2 separate regions of the Sus scrofa genome follow, and region 1 is linked to region 2. Evidence: chromatin contacts called from public Hi-C data. All regions are on one chromosome and are shown on one strand. Each heading gives the region's core, a stretch centred on a gene start, on an enhancer-like site or on the middle of the called end of the contact. The rest is flanking DNA. Distances are from core to core; before and after follow the strand shown. Region 1 holds the start of BRD2 (bromodomain containing 2). Region 2 holds the start of PPP1R11 (protein phosphatase 1 regulatory inhibitor subunit 11).

What was found. A called contact is a pair of places that touch in the nucleus more often than the background predicts.
Region 1: a Hi-C map of embryonic fibroblasts shows a contact between it and region 2, with 1.8 times the contacts expected there. The contact joins the promoter of BRD2 here to the promoter of PPP1R11 in region 2. A contact is called at or near these places in 1 of 5 promoter capture datasets (liver) and 1 of 47 Hi-C or Micro-C datasets (embryonic fibroblasts).

What each region holds. Positions count from the first base shown.
Region 1 is chr7:25,149,263-25,151,962 of Sscrofa11.1, reverse strand. It overlaps BRD2 (bromodomain containing 2), which reads right to left and starts at 1,305. Exons shown (of 13, transcript NM_001123085.1): 1 at 922-1,305.
Region 2 is chr7:22,632,820-22,635,545 of Sscrofa11.1, reverse strand. PPP1R11 (protein phosphatase 1 regulatory inhibitor subunit 11) reads right to left here and starts at 1,472. Exons shown (of 3, transcript NM_001123166.1): 1 at 1,404-1,472; 2 at 183-291. The coding sequence starts at 1,472.

The DNA of each region.
Region 1 (2,700 bases), core at 56-2,555, 2.5 Mb before region 2:
TTGGAAAAGTAACTCTTCCCTCCTTTCCGTTCCCTCCCCCGCAGTACACAAGGAGAGATCTGTTCAGGAATGGGGGAGGGGGTGAAAGAGGCAAAAGACGCCACCCTGGAGAAACCCGAAACCTTTGGAGCTGTGAAATCATTCCAGGTCCTGAGACTCGCTCTCTCCTGTCCCAAGCCACGATTTCCAACCCTTCTCAAGACCCACGTTGGTCCTGGTTTCTGCTCCCCAGGGGACCCCCGAGTTTTCAGCCAGCAAGCCCTCCCCAGTTTGGGGTAGACCCATGCTCAACTAAGACCCCACCAGGGCAACGAAGGCTCCGGAGGCCAGGTCCACGTGAATGCACACAAATTCGATAAAGGACTCGAAGCGTAACCTCCACCATGCCATGTGATGACTGCCATCTCCCTACCGCTGACACAAAGGAAGCACAGAAATGCTCCTTCCAGTCTATGGGGAGAAAGGGAGTGGGCGCCTGGGAACAATCTCAGTTCACAACCTGGGTTGTCAACTCTAAGTATTTACATCTACGGGTAGGAGCTAGTCACCACTCCCACTCCTCAGCCCACTAGGTCACCCCTCCCTCCGGCCACCAAAAGGATCCCTTCTCACCTGGCTCCAGGCTCCTGCACCCCCAAGGGACGAATGGAATGGGGGGAGGGGGAACACACCACCCCCACGCCCCTTTGCCCTCCAATTGGTATGGAGACAGAGGTTGGCCATTCCCCTCCCCCAACGAGGGCCCTCTCCTGCTCGCCCCCCTCCATGCTCCCATTGGCTGTAAACTGTTTGAAGGACAAATCTTCCCATCCTTAGGATTCTTCTCTGAACCCCAAGAAAATCATCCTCCCGGACTCCCCATCATTGGTTAGGCACTTAAATGACTGGCAACATCCCCGCCCCGCAAGGGCCCCTTCTCACCTCGATCCTGGAACCTTCCAGGGGGGCTCCAGTGTTCCCCTCGGCTTGGTGCGGGGGGAGGATGTAATCCGGGGTGTCACCCCCCCGGAAACCGAGGTTGTGTTGGGGGAGGGGGCGTTGCCCCCAGCCCCTCCCTTCCCGACCGAGCTGGGGGGTGGGGAGAGCATCGGGACCGCGCGGCCACGTCAGCTGCACCCAGATTGGCTGACCCAGGTCATGTGCCAGCCGCCCCCCCTCCCCCCGCCACGGGGGCCAGTTTTCCGAAGGTTCCTGAGGGTCGCGCCAAGGGGCCAAAGGAGCCTCAAGGCCCAGACCTTTCCTCACAGACCTAGAGTACTCTAATACCGCCGATTCTCCATATCCCCGGCTTCCTAGCTCGCTGTCGTCGACCCTGTCCCCCCCACTCGCCTCTCCGTACGGGTTCAGCATGGCTGCCGCAGCCCGGGAACCCACACAGCGCAGGCGCAAGGGTGCGACCGACTTGGGGGGGAAGGGAAAGTAGAGCCCGAGGCAGCGGGGGAGAGCAGTAGTGCGCAGGCGTCAGGGCGGGCGCCGCAGCTCCCGCGGCGGGGCTCAGTGCGCGCGCAGTGGGTGGGGCGGAAGCAGGCACCGCGCGCGGACCTCCCGCCTCAGCGGCCCCTCCTCCACTGCCGGCGGCCTCCTGGACTTGGTTCCTTTTCCACAGGTGTAAGGTGCAGCTTGGGACGCCCTGGCCGGAGTCCAGCGGAAACGCGCGCTGCCCAGCTGTTGTCAGTGGAGGAAAATGGGGCCTGGACCTGGAGTTTTAAGGGTTTGCAGGATGGGGTGTAGTGTGGTTCCACGTCGGGAGACGGAGTTTTATCACCACCCTCGTCATGCCTGCGGCGGGGAGATGAGGCGCGGGAGGTTGATGTGGGCATTTTGTTTGACCTGTTTGTCTTAGGCTACTTTATAACTTCTCATTTCCCCCGAATCTACGAAGACTTCGTTGAGACCTGCCAGTGCTTGGACTCCTCTGCCTTCTGCAAAACCTAACACTTTTACTTTTTTTCTGGACTTGCCTCCACCGTTTAAAACTTCTGCTTTTTCTAAGGCTTTACCCTTTGCTCGGTCTTGAAACCCATAAAAATCTGATCCAGTGATGGTTGCCAGCTAAAGCAGATCTTTTATTGTTCATAGGCAATACTCCCTCCCTTGATCCTCAGAATGTGGTTCAGATTTTTTACTTTTAATTCATAACGCCCACTCTCCACAAACGGAACATTACAGAAAGGCCAACTTGCAGAACTCTTGGCTTTCCGACTGGGACATGTCTGTGTTCCTTTACCATTGTACCAGAAGTCCCCTCCAGCTTAAGGAAATTTTTCTTTTTTGACCTGGTCACATTTAGGTATTAGTCTGAAGCTATCCTCCATTTTTCTCCCAATTGGCATTTTTAACTTCTTCCTTTTATGGGTTTCCCAGCCTAAAAACAAGGAAAGAAAGGAAATAACCTTATCGATATTGCATCCCCTTGTACACTCTTATTTACCTCTCAGCTCCCCTGCACAGTCACGACCTGAAACCATCCCCTTTGTACTCTTTTTTACCTCTCAGCTCTCCTGCACAGTTAAGACCTGAAACGGTCTTAATTTTCCTCTCTCAACCTCGTCCCCATTCTTCAGCTCGTTTCTTCTACTACTGAAGCTGTCCTAGCAAAGGTCACCAAAGACCTCCTAATTGGCAAATCAGGAAGCACCAGTTCTCATCTTATTTGACCTCTCTGAAGTATTTGACATTTGATCATGCTTCCTGAAATTC
Region 2 (2,726 bases), core at 223-2,722:
GCCCCTCCTGACCTCCTTCCCTCTAACTCTAACCTTCTCTCCCTGACACCAGAGAATCCCCCAGACAACGACAGAATTGTGAGCACCTGCAGGCTTCAGGAAGGCCAGTGGATGTGACAAGGTAGAAGATATGCTCAGGGGAGCCAGGACTCCAGGGTTACTGTGGGCCAACAATTACTCACATTTTGATGAGCGGCGCCCCATGTGTTCGTTGTCCACAGTGTCACTCGTCCATTCTACCTTTTTCTCTGGCTTCCGTTTCCGAAGTTTGATGGTTAGGCTCCGGTTCTCCTGGAAGGTAAGAAGGATGGGCTTACCTATCGAATCCCCTCCCACTAACCTTTCCCCCTACCTCCCGGGGCGGGAGCTGGGGGGGGGGGGCTCCTCTCTTCCCTTTCCCAGCTCAGTCAGGATCATGGACCTAAGGCCAGAGGAGCTGAGGGCTGGGAGAAGATAAAATAGAACAGGTTTTGGACCTCAGGGTGTCCCTAGAGGAATCGTGACATGTTATCTCCTGTTCTTGGTAATCACTAGTATACAGAGAAGACACAATTCCTAACCTAGGGAAGGTCCCAGCAAATCTTCAAAGGAAAATATAATCCTCGCTGTTTCTCCATCTTCCTCCCCAAATCATCCTTGGTGGTATTAACACATGGAAATTATTTCCTCAGTCACCGATGCCTACTCTTTGATCTCTTTCTTTTTCCAGACCCCCTATTCTTTTTCCCATTAAAGAAAGAACTCTGTTCTCACCTGTCTCATCCTCAAGCCCAGCACTCCCCACCTCTTATCCATCTATTCTCCACCATCCTGACAGCTCCAATTACTATTACTCTAAACTCCCTTAATTCAAGGGTTATGAAGTTCCATACAATCTTTTCCCAATGAAAGCAACTTAACCTGTTTTGGCAAAAATGCTACATTTTTCTCTATTTACATCTCCGCTGGTTTCTCAAAATACTATCTTCATCTCCCTTTTCTTGTTCCCTCATTCTTTTGCTTCCTTTCGCATTCATCCCTTCAACGAATACTTATTCATAAGCATGCTTCCAGTCAAGTTCCCCTGCAGCTGGCCTCCAACCATGCTTTCTTACACAGCCCTTCATTTCCCCCAGCACCTCCCTTGCTCCGTAATCTCCAAGTTCCCGTTCTTTCTTTACTTCTACAAGCCCCCCTCCCCCAAGCAGCATCACCTACATCCTAACTCTATATATAACACGCTTCTCGACCAGCCTTCTGCACCAACTCTGACACACCAAAAATCCCCAATACCTTGCGATTCTCACAACCCCACTCCTCCCACATCCCCAGGCCCAGCCCCTCCAGCAACTCTCCAAAGCCCTATCCCTTCCCTCCCGGTAGCTCCCCGACCCCTAAACAGCACCGCCCCCCGCCTTTCTCACGGGCTCGGTTGTCACGGTAACCGTTGTCTCAGTGACGGTCTCACTCAGCCCGGCCCCTGCCTCCGCCATGGCTAAGGCTGAGGAGAGGAAGGAGGGGAGGAAGGGGGATGAGGCACCCTTCTCTCTTTTCTGTGTCTCTGAGGTCTAAGAGAATCCGTATCGGATTCAGATTAGTAGCCAGGTTCCTCCACCTTCTTTTTCCCCCTCCTCCTGGGCCTCCGCTGCCCCACCCCTGGGGATAACCTGTCCAACCCCACTTCCGGCTCTCCGCTTCCGGGTGTGACGCGTTCTGTGGTCCCCCTTTTCCCTTCCTGGCACTAAAGGCGTCAGAGCGCAGGGTCGCGGGATTAGTTCCGCCGTAATGTGACAGTGCGCAGGCGCCGCAAGGAGGCGACACGAATTTGGCGGAAGAGGCGTCCCTGAGGTGTGGGAGCAGGGGCGGGGCGATCAACGGCAAGAACCCGTTCCTGCACCGCACCACGGCGAACGGCAAGGGTAGCGATGACTTGCAGCTACAAAGTGGACGCTGTACCTGGTTTAAACATCCTGTGGCTGAGCCCCCAATCACCCCCCATAACCCCATATCCCTTGGGGTGTGTGGGAGGGCGAGGAAAACCAAGGGGCAATGACAATGCCTGTCCTCCTTTCCTTATTGTTTCGTCTGGGAACTAGAGAATGGGGACCCAGGGGCAATTGGAAACACACTTGATTAAGACTCTGGGTTTTAATCCTCGCCCTGTGACTGCAGGTGTTCGAGCAGGGCACTTAATGTCCCTTCAACTTGTATTTTTTTTTCCTGTCACTATCAGAACTTGAAGATGGAGGAGCATAAAACCCTCAAGATTCTGCCTTTTAGCTCCCGGTCTAGTGGGAAAGACTGGCATAAATACTAACAAAAATGTAAGTCACTGGACTATTAACATAAATGTAAGACTTACCTATGAAACTGAGTTACTGCCTACATTTGTCCTGGGGGGGGGGAAGATGAGTAAGATTAAGCACAGAAATGGTCATAAATTGTAATACAGACCAGTTTATGATGAGACAAAAAATATGTGCATGTTTCTCAGGGAGCAAAAGAGCGGTAAAAAGAGAACAAGAAGACAAATGAGTTTTTTAGGTAAAGAAAACAACCTACAAAGTCGTAGTTGCTTGCACGGAAGGAAACTCACTTTTGTACTGTGGGGACGTGAGGGGCGTGCCAGACAAGAACTGATGGGTGGGCATGGCCACACGGGAGGCCCTCCCTGTGTGCTTTGCTAAGAAACCGGGGCTTTACCCAGTCAGCGTTATAGACTAGGGAAAAGTTTAAAGTAGGGTAGA